Linked DNA regions of Mus musculus: regions 1 and 3 are each linked to region 2. A link is a contact called in public HiCAR-type and Micro-C data. All regions are on one chromosome and are shown on one strand. Each heading gives the region's core, a stretch centred on a gene start, on an enhancer-like site or on the middle of the called end of the contact. The rest is flanking DNA. Distances are from core to core; before and after follow the strand shown.

What was found. Hi-C and Micro-C count contacts between places; a contact is called where the count stands out from the background. HiCAR-type assays count read pairs that join an accessible place to other places.
Region 1: a contact with region 2 is called in a HiCAR-type map of kidney, with 2.6 times the contacts expected there. The contact joins two enhancer-like sites. A contact is called at or near these places in 4 of 484 Hi-C or Micro-C datasets (the NIH/3T3 cell line, the STO cell line, embryonic fibroblasts and 1 more) and 1 of 115 datasets of contacts at active chromatin or transcription factors (kidney).
Region 3: a Micro-C map of embryonic fibroblasts shows a contact between it and region 2, with 5 times the contacts expected there. The contact joins two enhancer-like sites. A contact is called at or near these places in 6 of 484 Hi-C or Micro-C datasets (Sertoli cells, embryonic fibroblasts, nephron progenitors and 1 more).

Annotation. Positions count from the first base shown.
Region 1 is chr13:71,270,091-71,273,805 of GRCm38.p6, forward strand. No RefSeq gene overlaps it. Among named protein-coding and RNA genes, the nearest start is that of Gm40998, 120 kb to the right of the region's middle. Within about 2 kb of position 2,216, at least 25 of the 459 cell types and tissues checked have an H3K27ac peak or open chromatin away from gene starts, as enhancers often do. A contact at or near this core is called in the STO cell line and kidney, where this site is marked.
Region 2 is chr13:71,457,267-71,461,535 of GRCm38.p6, forward strand. No RefSeq gene overlaps it. Among named protein-coding and RNA genes, the nearest start is that of 1700112M02Rik, 28 kb to the right of the region's middle. Within about 2 kb of position 1,420, at least 50 of the 459 cell types and tissues checked have an H3K27ac peak or open chromatin away from gene starts, as enhancers often do. A contact at or near this core is called in the STO cell line, embryonic fibroblasts and kidney, where this site is marked.
Region 3 is chr13:71,647,753-71,651,592 of GRCm38.p6, forward strand. No RefSeq gene overlaps it. Among named protein-coding and RNA genes, the nearest start is that of Gm40999, 140 kb to the right of the region's middle. Within about 2 kb of position 1,724, at least 21 of the 459 cell types and tissues checked have an H3K27ac peak or open chromatin away from gene starts, as enhancers often do. A contact at or near this core is called in embryonic fibroblasts, where this site is marked.

The DNA of each region.
Region 1 (3,715 bases), core at 966-3,465, 190 kb before region 2:
TTTCCTGTCCACAATATTTAGTTTGGATTGTTTGGTTTGTGGCCCATTTAATTAATGTCTTTAATTATAAAAAAATAAATTAAGACTAAATGGAAGCTAAGCTTCCATGAGAGCGTTTGCTTTCGCAGGTTAGGTCTTCAGGATTCTGTTCTGCTCTGTTACTCTGCAGACCGTGGCAAGGATTTTAATGGTGCTCTCTTATGCAAAGGGTGCACTCTACAAGTAAAACACACCAAGATGGGAACGGTACACTTTGTACCTCGGGAAGGTTGCAATGCAGAAACACAGAGAACTTGGGTTATAATAACATCTGAACTGATCGGGGCGGTGGGAATGTCGTAGTACTGGTTCCAGAGGAGACCCAGGTGAGTAAGCAGTGAGGTGATTTAGGGCGTCATCCATCACTTCCTGCCTGTCATTTAAGCAGGCCATCTATATGCATGGTGGGACCACGAGGGGAGGCAGGAGGCCTGATTTATGGGTGAGGGCAAACACCTGTGGGTCCAGCAGCTCAGAAATTAGCCACAAGTAGCATATTAGTGGAGCCCATCAGGCACGGTTCAGGATCTCAGGCTCTTGATTTGCCCATAAATAAGTTTCTACATGGCTACCCCGAGGCCTCCTGGTGATTAACGGCCTTGACCTAACAGTGGAATACACAGATTGAGCAGCACAGTGGGGCTTGCAGGTGCACACTGTAATCACACCATCTCAAACTTGACTGTCCCTGGGTTGAAAGGGCTGCAACGGAGGGGGGATCCTGTTAAGGCGGCTTATCAGAAGTAACAATTTACCTTTCAGTCTCCAACCCTGTCATTACATTGACAACCTTGTAGCAGCTGCCCCATAACTACTTATCAACCATAAAACATTTTCTCCTTTGGTGCCCAGTGTAGATGTGCATAGAACCTGTAACTACAGCCACACCTACTACGGCTTGATGTTTTGATGTTTTCCTATATCCTTTTGTATCGGGGAGACTTTTTCATAGTTTATTATGCATTAATGTTTATCTGGAATATTTCTTCACATTATGTTCCATTTTTAGTCTAGTCTAATCTTAGCTTTATGGAACATATGAGGATCAGAGTAGGATAAGGACATACCTGATATACTGTTAATAAAATGTCCATGCCAGGGGTGACACGTCTGTCTCTATTCGGTGAAAACAGAAAGGAAATTGGATAAGACAGAGAAGGATGTACTAGGATCCTTTGGAAGTCTGAGATTTAAGGGAAGGAATTTACATAAGCGCTGAGGGTCAGACAATTCATCTAGACCAGTGGTTCTCAAGGTCTTCAGTGCTGCGACCCTTTAATAAAGTTCCTCATGTTGTGGTTAACACCCATCAAAAAATTAATTTTGTTGCTACCTCATAACTGCAATTTTGCTACTGTTATGAATCATAATGAAAACACTTGTTTTCCAGTGGTCTCAGGTGACTTCTGTGAAGAGGTCATTCAACACCTCACAGAAGTCATGACCCACAGGTTGAGGACGGCTGATCTGGAAGGCATTGAAAAGGTGCAAACAAATATAATGATGCCAGAGGAGCCTACACTTCACCAGGAAAACCAATACTATTTCATATTATTCATGAGTTTTCTGGACTCCTAGCCCGTTTTATGCTTTAGATGTATCTCCTAAAATTCTTACATAACATCAGTTATGTTAAGAGAGGTGGAACGATGACAGATTCCATCATCTCCTCCTGTTGACGCTGGATCTATCATTTTAAACTTTGCCAGCAAAGTTAAAAACATCTCCAAGCTGCTTACAAACACCAACTCTAAAGGCACATTGGACGCGTTAGTACATTTAGCTCCATAGAAGGAGGGAGCAGATGGGCTTCCAGAGCACATGGGTGGCATGTGTGATTGATGTCTGAGAGTTAAGGGAGAGGAACGACTCAAAGCCTGTTGGAAAAGTGAAACTTTACCTGAAGGGTTTGGTAAACAGACCCAGAGACTTCAGAGCCAAAGGGAACAGAAGTCAGGGGGCTGAGTTAGGCGCCTGGGGACAGTGCCACCACTTCTGGGAAAAGCAAGTTAAGAGGTTAGTGAGAGATAGTCAACTAAGTAAGTGTATTTCCATTTGTAAGTTAATAAATTCAAGAGAAACCCAGCTGAGATCTGAATGCTCAGCCTGCTCAGGGTGAGAGTTACATTTTAAACCAAACAGGGCTCCATCAATGATGGCCCTTAAGGCAGGCAGTGTCCCATGAATTGCAAATGCTGAGGCTAATAGCTTTCCCAGGAGTTTGCTTCCTGTTAGGGCCCTTCCATGCCTTCATCCACTTAAGTGTGGAAAAGCCTTGCAGTTGTGAGCTCAGAGCTCAGTGCAGAGTGTTTTCCACATTACTGCTAATATGGAAAAAGCACAGGTATGGCGTCTGTGTTGTTTATCATAATATCCACGGTAGTTAACTGCCTGTCACCTTTGCCCCTTGCCACTCTTCTCTTCTCTGAGCTCCTAACCCTGCCCGTGCCTTTCCAATAGTGCCAGAGTCAAGGAGAGCATCCTGGTGAGTCCGCTGGCCTCTCTCCAGGACTATGACTGCTCCCTTTCAATGAGTAATCCAAATACCAATGTCCCATGACAGAACAGAGACTAAAGAAAGCCAACTGGATTAGATGCCTTTCTCACTACTGTGATACAACATACCCAACACGCAACTTAAGGGGAAAGTTCTGAGTTTGGCTCAGGGTCTGAGGAGATGTAGGCAGTCAGGTGGGAAGATGCATCAGGGCAGGAGCTGGTCACACCTGAGTGGATCAGGAGGCAGACAGGTGGCTGGAAGCAGGTGCTGTCCTCTCAAACTTACTTCTTGCAGCTATACCCCCCTCTCAAACAATGCCAGCATCTAGGAACTAAGTATGCAAGCATAGGAGCTGATGACTCGGTCTCCTCTGATCTTGGGCTTGTAAACCATTGTATAGTAAAGACAGGCTAGGTGCCTTGCTGTTTATGCCTTAATCTGTTTCATAAGGATTGGTCTGTAACCTTAACTATAAATGGTTTTGTGCTGCCAGTTCCCTGAAATGGCAACCATGCCTTTGTTGCAAATGGTTATTATGACCACCTGTTGTTCTGACTACCTTGGTATGATTACCTTGTTATAACCAACTTGCAACAATGTCTTTGTTTCACAAGAGGTTGTTACAGCCAAGTTGTTATACTCTGCTTGTTATACTCAGTTAGGCCCTGCTTATTGGCCTGCCAAATCTCCCATTTTGAAACCCCTTACCCCTGAGCTATTAAAAGAACCTGTATTTTGACCACGTCAGGTGTTAACCTTTTGAACCCCAACTTCAGGGGAGGCAGTATGTGCACACAAATAAAAAAACCTTACTTTCATGAATGTGTCCATGATGATGCATGTTGGTGATCTTTCTCCTCACATCTTTTGGATTCACAGAACCCGTTGGTGACATTTCAAATTTCACGGTAATATTAATCATCCTGAAGTAATCATCACCCTTCTTAAAATTAGCATTAGGTCTCAGCGTTCGTGTTGAGTAATCTTTTCTCATGGACTTTAAGGTGTGGCAGGACACTTTTAGGTCACCATGACTAACAGTGTGTGAAACATATTCACCTTTGTTCCCCAATGCACCATTCAGTCCTTTTGCTGGGAGCAAGTTGCTCAAGCAAGTGACATTTTCTGTGTTGACATCTTGAGTCCTTGAGTCACCACCAGGAAGGGAGCTACTAC
Region 2 (4,269 bases), core at 170-2,669:
TGCAGCTTCCATAAAACACTTTATTTAGCTGCTCTTTGCATTTTGAATGCCGTCATTCTTTAGGGGCATAATTTGTTTGTGGAAAATATATTTTTGCTTTATATTGGGTTTTATACATTGTTTTTTATAGACCTTTAATTGCACGAATTTCTGTACAAATTGGTCGGGGCCTCTGCATATAGTTCTCTCTCTCTCACTAGTTCTCTCTCTCTCTCTCTCTCTCTCTCTCTCTCTCTCTCTCTCTCTCTCTCATTGTTGTCCAGAATCTGTGAACAAACACCACATTTTATTACAAGTCATTCTTGGAACACATGAACTTCTTTTATAATCACACATCTATGAATCTGTATAGGCGGGGCCAGAGAGATGGCTCAGTAGTTAAACATGTCTACTGCTATTGTACAAGCAAGTCCTTCGGTACCCAGAATCCATGTTGAATGGCTCACAACATGGGATGCTGTGCTCCTGGGGCCACACTCTGGCCTCTGGTAAGTACTACCTGCTACAGACAGGAAGCTGTGGGGCAGCAGCTCCTCCCCTCTACAGTGCAAATGCAGGTCTCCACAGTTAGAAGCACTCTTGGCCAGTGCTATCCTGTAGGGAGGTAAGGGAAAGGCCAATTTTCACCCATGGCCTGAAGGGCAGGGGAAAGTGTGAACGTGTGGAGTGAAACACCCATGTCTGCCCTGCACGGTCACAAGAGGCCCATCTCGCCTTACTGCATTGCTCTGATTGGGGCACAGGTCCAGCTTAGATTAAAGGGTGACAAAGGTGCACAGAATTATGTGCTTCAAAGCCCAACAGAACGTGGAAAATCAGTTGGTTCTACTTTTAAATATCTTCCTGTGTCTCTTTGTTTGAGACTGGCTTGAACCTTCCCTCTTGGGACAGGACACTTAGCTGTGTTTTACACACACACACACACACACACACACACACACACACACACCTGCTTTAGCCTGGCTTGCTCAACACTAACAGATTGGTGTGGTAGCATCACGTCTGGCTTTGGGCTCAGAGGCTGGCAAGTTTCTGTTACAAGCATCCACACAGACCACACATTTCTTTGAAACAGCTTCTCCTTTTTGTCTTTCTTGACTGTGAGAACCTGATTTCCGGTTACAAGCCGGGCACAGCTTAGCTGTAGGGTAGTAGAGGCCAGGATCCTGCCTTGTTGGGAGAGCCAACAACCAAGACTTACCTGCTCTGTTTCAGGGACTGCCAGGCATCTGCAAATACTCCCAAAAAATTCTCTAGGAAGGCAGAGGGAGGAGGAGCGCCCGCGTCGGGGCCGCATTTGCGCATGTCGGCCTGTAGGGGGTGCAAGCGCTCCACTGCGGCCCTGCGGACGCCTGCGTGCAGGGTCAGACCCCACGCTGAATAGGCCTTTATCATGGAACAGAGCCGGCTTTCTAAGGATCCAGCCTTTAAGAAAGGGATCAAATCAGCATGCGTTTTGACAGTGTAAGCTGCAGTCTTCAACTCAAAGCCCTGAGCGAGAACTCAGAGAAGGAGGGAGCCCTTCCTCAACCGTGAAATACCGTCCAAATTCCCCAGCGCTGCATCTGCAGGATCATTCCAGTAGATTCCAAGAGCAGTGGCTCCCCAGCCACGCATTCACAAGCCGGCTGCTTTTTGCAAGTGGAGGAAACACAGCCAGAGGCTGCATCTTTGGAAAAGAGCTGCTTCAAGATCTCTGGGAATGTGGGATCGTCCTGTTTTTCATCGGGTCAGAGAGGGAGGGACTGGGTTTTTTTGAGTCCCTACTTAAAATGACTAAGCGAGTTCTCTATGGTGAGAACCCTTTAGAAGGTCCACTGTAAGTCTCCATCCTAGCAAGCCAGCTCAGAAGCTAGAAAGCCATTTTGGGGCCACACCCTGGTCTCCAGAGTGGACTCCCAGGATGCTGGGAGTCTGCAGGGGCAGAGTCCAGGTTCACCTAACGCAAGTGGTCAGTGGTGCGTGGCTGATACCCGCATAAGAGGCCGCTGGCCCGTGGGCCACCTCTGCTCCTCCTGGACCCTCCATTCAGACGCCATTACTCAGCACATTTGAAGAGCGGGTACTTGAATAAGAGCACTTAAGAAAATGAAGGAAGGCTTTATCTACTCTTGTCTCAAATAACCAGGCAGAGGGGATTACCGTTAGAGAGGACGGAACAAAAGCAGAAAAATCATTTGTGGTGATAGAAATGGGAACTTAAGCAAAGACTCTTAACGTATGCTTCTATCAGATCCTCAAATTAACTTTATTGTTAGGAAAGAAAGGAAAAAAAAACCCCACCATTTAAGAACAGCCTTTCCACAGGGAAGTCATGAGGTGGGGGGGTGGATGGGTGGGGGAGGGGGAGTGTGTGTGTGTGGGGGGGGGCACGCAGTCCAAGAGAACGTTTGGAAGCCACTGAGACTGGTACTTGAGACTGAGGGGTAACAGTTTCCCAGCACTAAAGGGGTGTGCTTTGAAGCTGTCTTAGCACTGGGGGATTTTCATGGAGATCATGTAAACATACTGCAAATTTTTATTTTCAGAGTTTTCCAGGTTGTAGTGCCAGAAAGACCTGCACAGCAGCACACTGCTAATACGGTTGCTAAGTGCGCCAGAGCACCTGGATGTTTTGGAAATGTAGATATCAAAGTAAAAGCAAAGACAAAGACGATGGCAAAGTGTAATGTTTTAGGTCGCCTGGTTCCCTTGCTTTCTTCTACTTACTGTAATCTTGTCCATTGGTTTCCGAACAGAGAGATGATTACAGAGGGAAAGCATGGCCTCCAGGATCCCTGTGTTCACAGGGGCTTCTGAGCTCTGATGGCCCGACCAAGGGCTCTCTGCCTACATGTCCACCTTCATAGGAAAATGACCCTGATATCCAGCCACGGACTGACACTGAGAGCCCCGCGCCCCACCACAGAACCTTCTTTATATTTCTCATAATCTACGGAGCATTGATCCTCTGGGGACTCCGTACATCATACTGACATTCTTTTCTCAAGCTAATGGTTTGTTTTATTATCTGAGAAGTGTCTCTGTTGAACTGTTATTTTAACCCCACTGTGACCGTGGAATTGCATTTCATCCAGAAGCCAGCAGAGGCAAAACCCCAGCGACCCGCTGGTTCAGGGTGGACACTGGAAGCACGCCCCAGAGAATGAAAAATAGGTTTGCATCTTCCTGCCAGACTTTCCTAATTCCACCTCTTTCAATCCAGTGTTTAAATACATTTCTGTCCCTTTGAACTCTTCGGTGACTGAGAATAACATGGGTATATCTAGAATGGATTCTCTTGGGAGTTGAAATCGATTTTTAGGTTTCCTTTTTTCTTTTCTTTTTTTTTTTGTTAATTTATTTATTTTATTTTTTTATTGGTTATTTATTGACATTTCAAATGTTATCTCCTTCCCAGTTTCCCATTCACTAAACCTCTATCTCCTCCCCCTCCCCCTGCTTCTATGAGGGTGCTCCCCCACCTGCCTACCCACTCCTACCTCAGCACCCTAGCATGTCCCTACCCTGGGTCATAGAGCCTGTACAGGACCAAGGGCATCCCCTCCCAGTGATGCCTGATAAAGCAATCCTCTGCTACGTATCCAGCTGGAGCCATGGGTGCCCCCATGTGTACTCTTTGGCTGGGTTTTCTAAGCATTAGTCTTTTGACTTGTCTTCATTTTTTTTTTTTTTTTGTTGTTAGTTTGCTCTTTTCATACTTACGTGTTTTTTTGTTTTGTTTTGTTTTTGTTTTGTTTTTTGTTTGTTTGTTTGTTTGTTTGTTTTACCTTAGGAAGACTGAGTATTCAGGTATTCCCTTAGCATCTCAGAATGGATCCTGCCAATATCTAAGGAAGAAGTAGGATTAAACATTCCTTTTTCTGAATTTACCTTCAAATGTATGAAATGTTGTGGTGAGATATTTTACCTGATCTCATAAGAAGAATACTAATTAAATAAAAAAAGAGAGAGGGGGGGAATACAGATAAAACAATCATAGAAACACAATTTCTGACTCTATTTCTATTGATGGTTCCCTTTGGTAAAGCCCAGCGCTAGGCACCATGGCACAGACAAGATGAAGTCACCATAACTCGCTAGAGATTATCTGGGAACTAGCAGCTCCAGATGCATCCTTCAGTTGCTGGCAGTGATCAGCTCCTAAAGGAATAATTCATAAAAGTTTGCAAATATTTCCCTGTGTGTTGTAAATATTCACAGCTAGTTTGCAGAAACAGTTTGCAATTAGACTGGAGCACAAGGCGCAGAACAAGGAGGCAGAGAAAC
Region 3 (3,840 bases), core at 474-2,973, 190 kb after region 2:
ATCACTCCAGCCTGGTGTCTCAAGCCATTCACTTCATCTTTAAGCCACATTTAGCTCTCTTCATAGAAGTGGGCTCGTCAGGACCAATTACATACACAATGCAAATAAATGAGACAGGAGCAGGGAAGATGGATTCACTTTTAATCTTTATTCCCTTTCACTACAAGAGCTGTGTTTGCAGTGAAATATTGCAGAAAGATGGATGTGAAGGGAGAGGCAGAGGTGGAGGAGGCCTAATGTTAGGCTGAGCATCGACCTTGCCTGCCTGAGGACTGAGGAGCCATGGTGACTGGTCCCACACCTCAGTCTGTGCTCCTGCTGAGGCTTTGTTAGAGAAATTCTCCAGTCAGAGCTGACATCAGGCACAGTGGAGTTCTGGTGCTCCATCTCAGGTCATCCCAAATCTTTTGAGATAGGAATTCTGTGGCCAACCTTTGTCCAGAGACACAACAAGTTTGCTAACACATACAAGTCTGTAATAGCACAGTCAGGTGATGCTTTTTATATAGACTGCCTCACAGCCTCATATTCAAAAAGGGCTCTCTCTCTCTCTCTTTCTCCCTCTCTCTCTCTCTCTCTGTATGTGTATGTGTGTGTGTGACAGAGAGAGAGAAAGAGAGAGAGAGAGAGACAGAGAAAGAGAGAGAGAGTCTCTCACTAGAGTTTGCCAATTAGTCTAGGTTGGTTGCAGGGCAGGACTCAGAGATCCATTTGACTTTGCCTCCCCAGTGCTGGGATATGCCAGCAAGTCTAGTGTTTTGTGTGTTTGTATGTTTTTAATGGATGCTGGACATTCAACTCAGGTCTTCAAGCTTGTGTAGTATATATGTTACTAAGACGTCTCAGCCCCACCCAAGGGCAGCTCTCTGATTATATTTATGCAGAAGGCTTAAACTAAATTCTTCTTGGATTCTTTTGGACTGAGCATGTTCCAAATATGCTGTGGTAAACTGTAGCTATTACAAAAAGCAGTATCCCCTATTTTTCTGTATATTGATGAAGTAATAATTTAGAAGCTAACTACGGAAGCTGAGTCATTTTCAGAAAGAAAGAATTCACTCCTGAAATTGAATAAAATGTCATAAAGACACATGTTGAGTTTAAGGACATTTATCTCAAATATTGTTAATCTCAGTGGAATTTCAACTATTTTAGTTAATAGATATAATCTTGAATTTCTCTATGTGGAGCAATTCCCTAGACATTCTGATTTCTTGAATACACCTTTGAGAAGGTGTGGAGCTATTTTTTGGTGGCCTGCTTTGCACAAAAGCAGCCCATTTATTTGCAAAGCCATGCAGAGAAGTCTCATGGTCAGGGTGTAGTGTGCTGAGGGTATTTGAAAAAATAGTCTTGTGGTGACTAACAGGAGAGTGTAACATCATAGCAGACATGGATAAAAATCTCAGCAGGCCCTGACAGGCAGCTCTCCACGTGATGCCTTTGGCACACTCTCATGCCCAAAGTGTACGGGTCACAGTGAACCCCACCTCCTTACAAGTCTTAATTATTTTTGCCTGATCACAGTGTTCCCAGAACCAGTTGATGCAATCCATTGTAACAGCAGATACTGGGGATGAGATAGATATCTTCAATACTTTAAGATGGAGGAAGAAGGCCTACAGCATGTTTGGGATGCCAGAGATATTTATGTCCTGCAGTCCCCACACAGCATGGCTGCTGCTCCCAACTGGCAGTGCAAAGTCTTCTGTGTATTGTGAAGTCAGAAAGGCTGCTAAGCCTCCTTACCACACACCGTGAGGTCAGAGGACCGCCATCCCTCCTCTCCCCATACAAGTCAAATGTCTCATCACTAACCCTGAGAGCTGATGCTTCACATCCTAGCCATTTGCTAGCATGTTGAATTATGAGCATGGGGTTGTGGAGGGAGCTGGGGAGATGAGCCTTGAGAATGGGGTAAACACATCAAGGACATTGCAGTAACTTTGAAAGTTAGAGTAAGGTAGGGAAGGAATGAAGCACAGATTAGCCTTAGTATGCCTTTGTTACTGGTTTTGTTCCCTTCTGATTCTCAGAATTTTAATGGGTCTTAGGTGGCTCATAGCACACATAATTGAACACTGAGTGAATTAAGCAAGGTCTGCCTGCTCTCAGGGTTCCTGTGTTTCTGTCCTAAAGCTGCTGTTGGCCTAAAATATTCTCCAAAGTCTCTTAGAGCCTTTGAGTTCCTCATTGCCCTCTCTGCTTTGTCTGGCAAGAGAGCTCCTGCTCTCCTATCCTACTAGTCTGCTCTGATTGGTTGCTTGTTGCTCAGTGTCCGAAGCTTCCTGGGAATCTGTACCCCACTGTGAAGCTCACGACCTTTCAATATTAGATGAGTCAGTGGAGATCTGCCAGCCAAGCTGCTTCTCACACCAGTCATGCCCCAGTGGCTTCATTTAAATTTGGTTCCTCCCCTTGTTGTACCATCTACCTTGGAAGATGACATGGCCTGCATGGTTTTTTTGTTTTTTGTTTTTTTGGCAGAGAGACAGAATATGATTAAGATCCTAAGATACCCACATGCTAATAAAACACAGAGTGAAAAGGTTTTTTTCTATTTTAGCGTTTCTTGATTTGGGTCAGAACCACCTCAGTTTATACATTCTACAACATTCAAAACAGAAGACTGGAAGATAGTAGAATGAATCCCTTTGGATTTTGAGATGTTAAAACCGCTCAGTGTCACCTAAATGGTTTAGAGTGATACAGTCAGAAGTCACTCCAGGGGCAGGCTGCTCCTCCCCTGTGAAGGCTTATCAGCTAAGAGCAGCATGGGAGTAAATCAGAACAGACCAAAGAACTAGCTTCAAGAAGGGATACCCAGATCAAGTGGCTGACCTGCAGGGCAGCTTTTTAGCTCAGTCCGTCCTGCCTAGCTGGGCTGCAGGCTGTGGGAACAGAGACATGCAGAGGTGTAGAAAGAACTTGGTTGTGAATTGTTCAGCTTGACCTCCAAGTATTTTTTTTCTTGACATGTTGAAGACTCATGTGAGTGCCCCATCTCTGTTTTAAGTTTTCTTTGTCGACAGTCATGTTTTGACCTCATACACACATAATGAACTTTGGTCACTTCCACTCTCTCTTATCCCCCTCTGTTTTCCATCAAAATTACTTTTCCTCCCACCAAGTCCCCCTCTGGGGTTGTTGTCTACTGTGACTATTTAGGATCGCATGCATGAATGTGTATGTGGGGTCATTTACCAGAGCATAGGTAACTTACAAAGACCACACCTTTCAGTGTGGTTACGGGAAGATTACAGTAAATAGCACTCCCCCTTAACTATTAGCTGTCTACACTACCCCAATGAGTAGAGAATGAAGTGGTGGAATGAAGCCTCACACCATCAGTCCTGTTTTAAAGGTCATCTTTTGCTTGCTGTCCCAATAAGTTCACATATTTGTCTAGACTCTAATATACATTGGGTTTCACTTATTCCTTTGCACTCTTGATTCCTAGTGTACCTCATCTCATGGAAAAAAGAAGTAAATTATTTATTCCTGGCTAGGCTCATATATGCCAACAATAATACTAAGAATAAAGATCATAAAGATCGTTCTCACTCAGATGAGCTAAGTGGCATGGCTCAGTTCCCACTGGACAGAGGAGGGGCATGGCTAGGCAAAGCCTAAGAGTCTAGACCAACAAAGCATTGCCTCTTGGACAAAGCAGTTATGGAGTAGGATAGCAGCAGGTGTGTGTTTCAAGAGATTAGAAGAACGGAGATTTGAAAGGGAGAAAATCAGATATGAAAAGATGAGGCTGAATCCTTAAAATATGTGAGGGGACTTAACGTGGTGGTATTCCCTGTCCACTGTTATCCCTCCTGAATTGCCTTT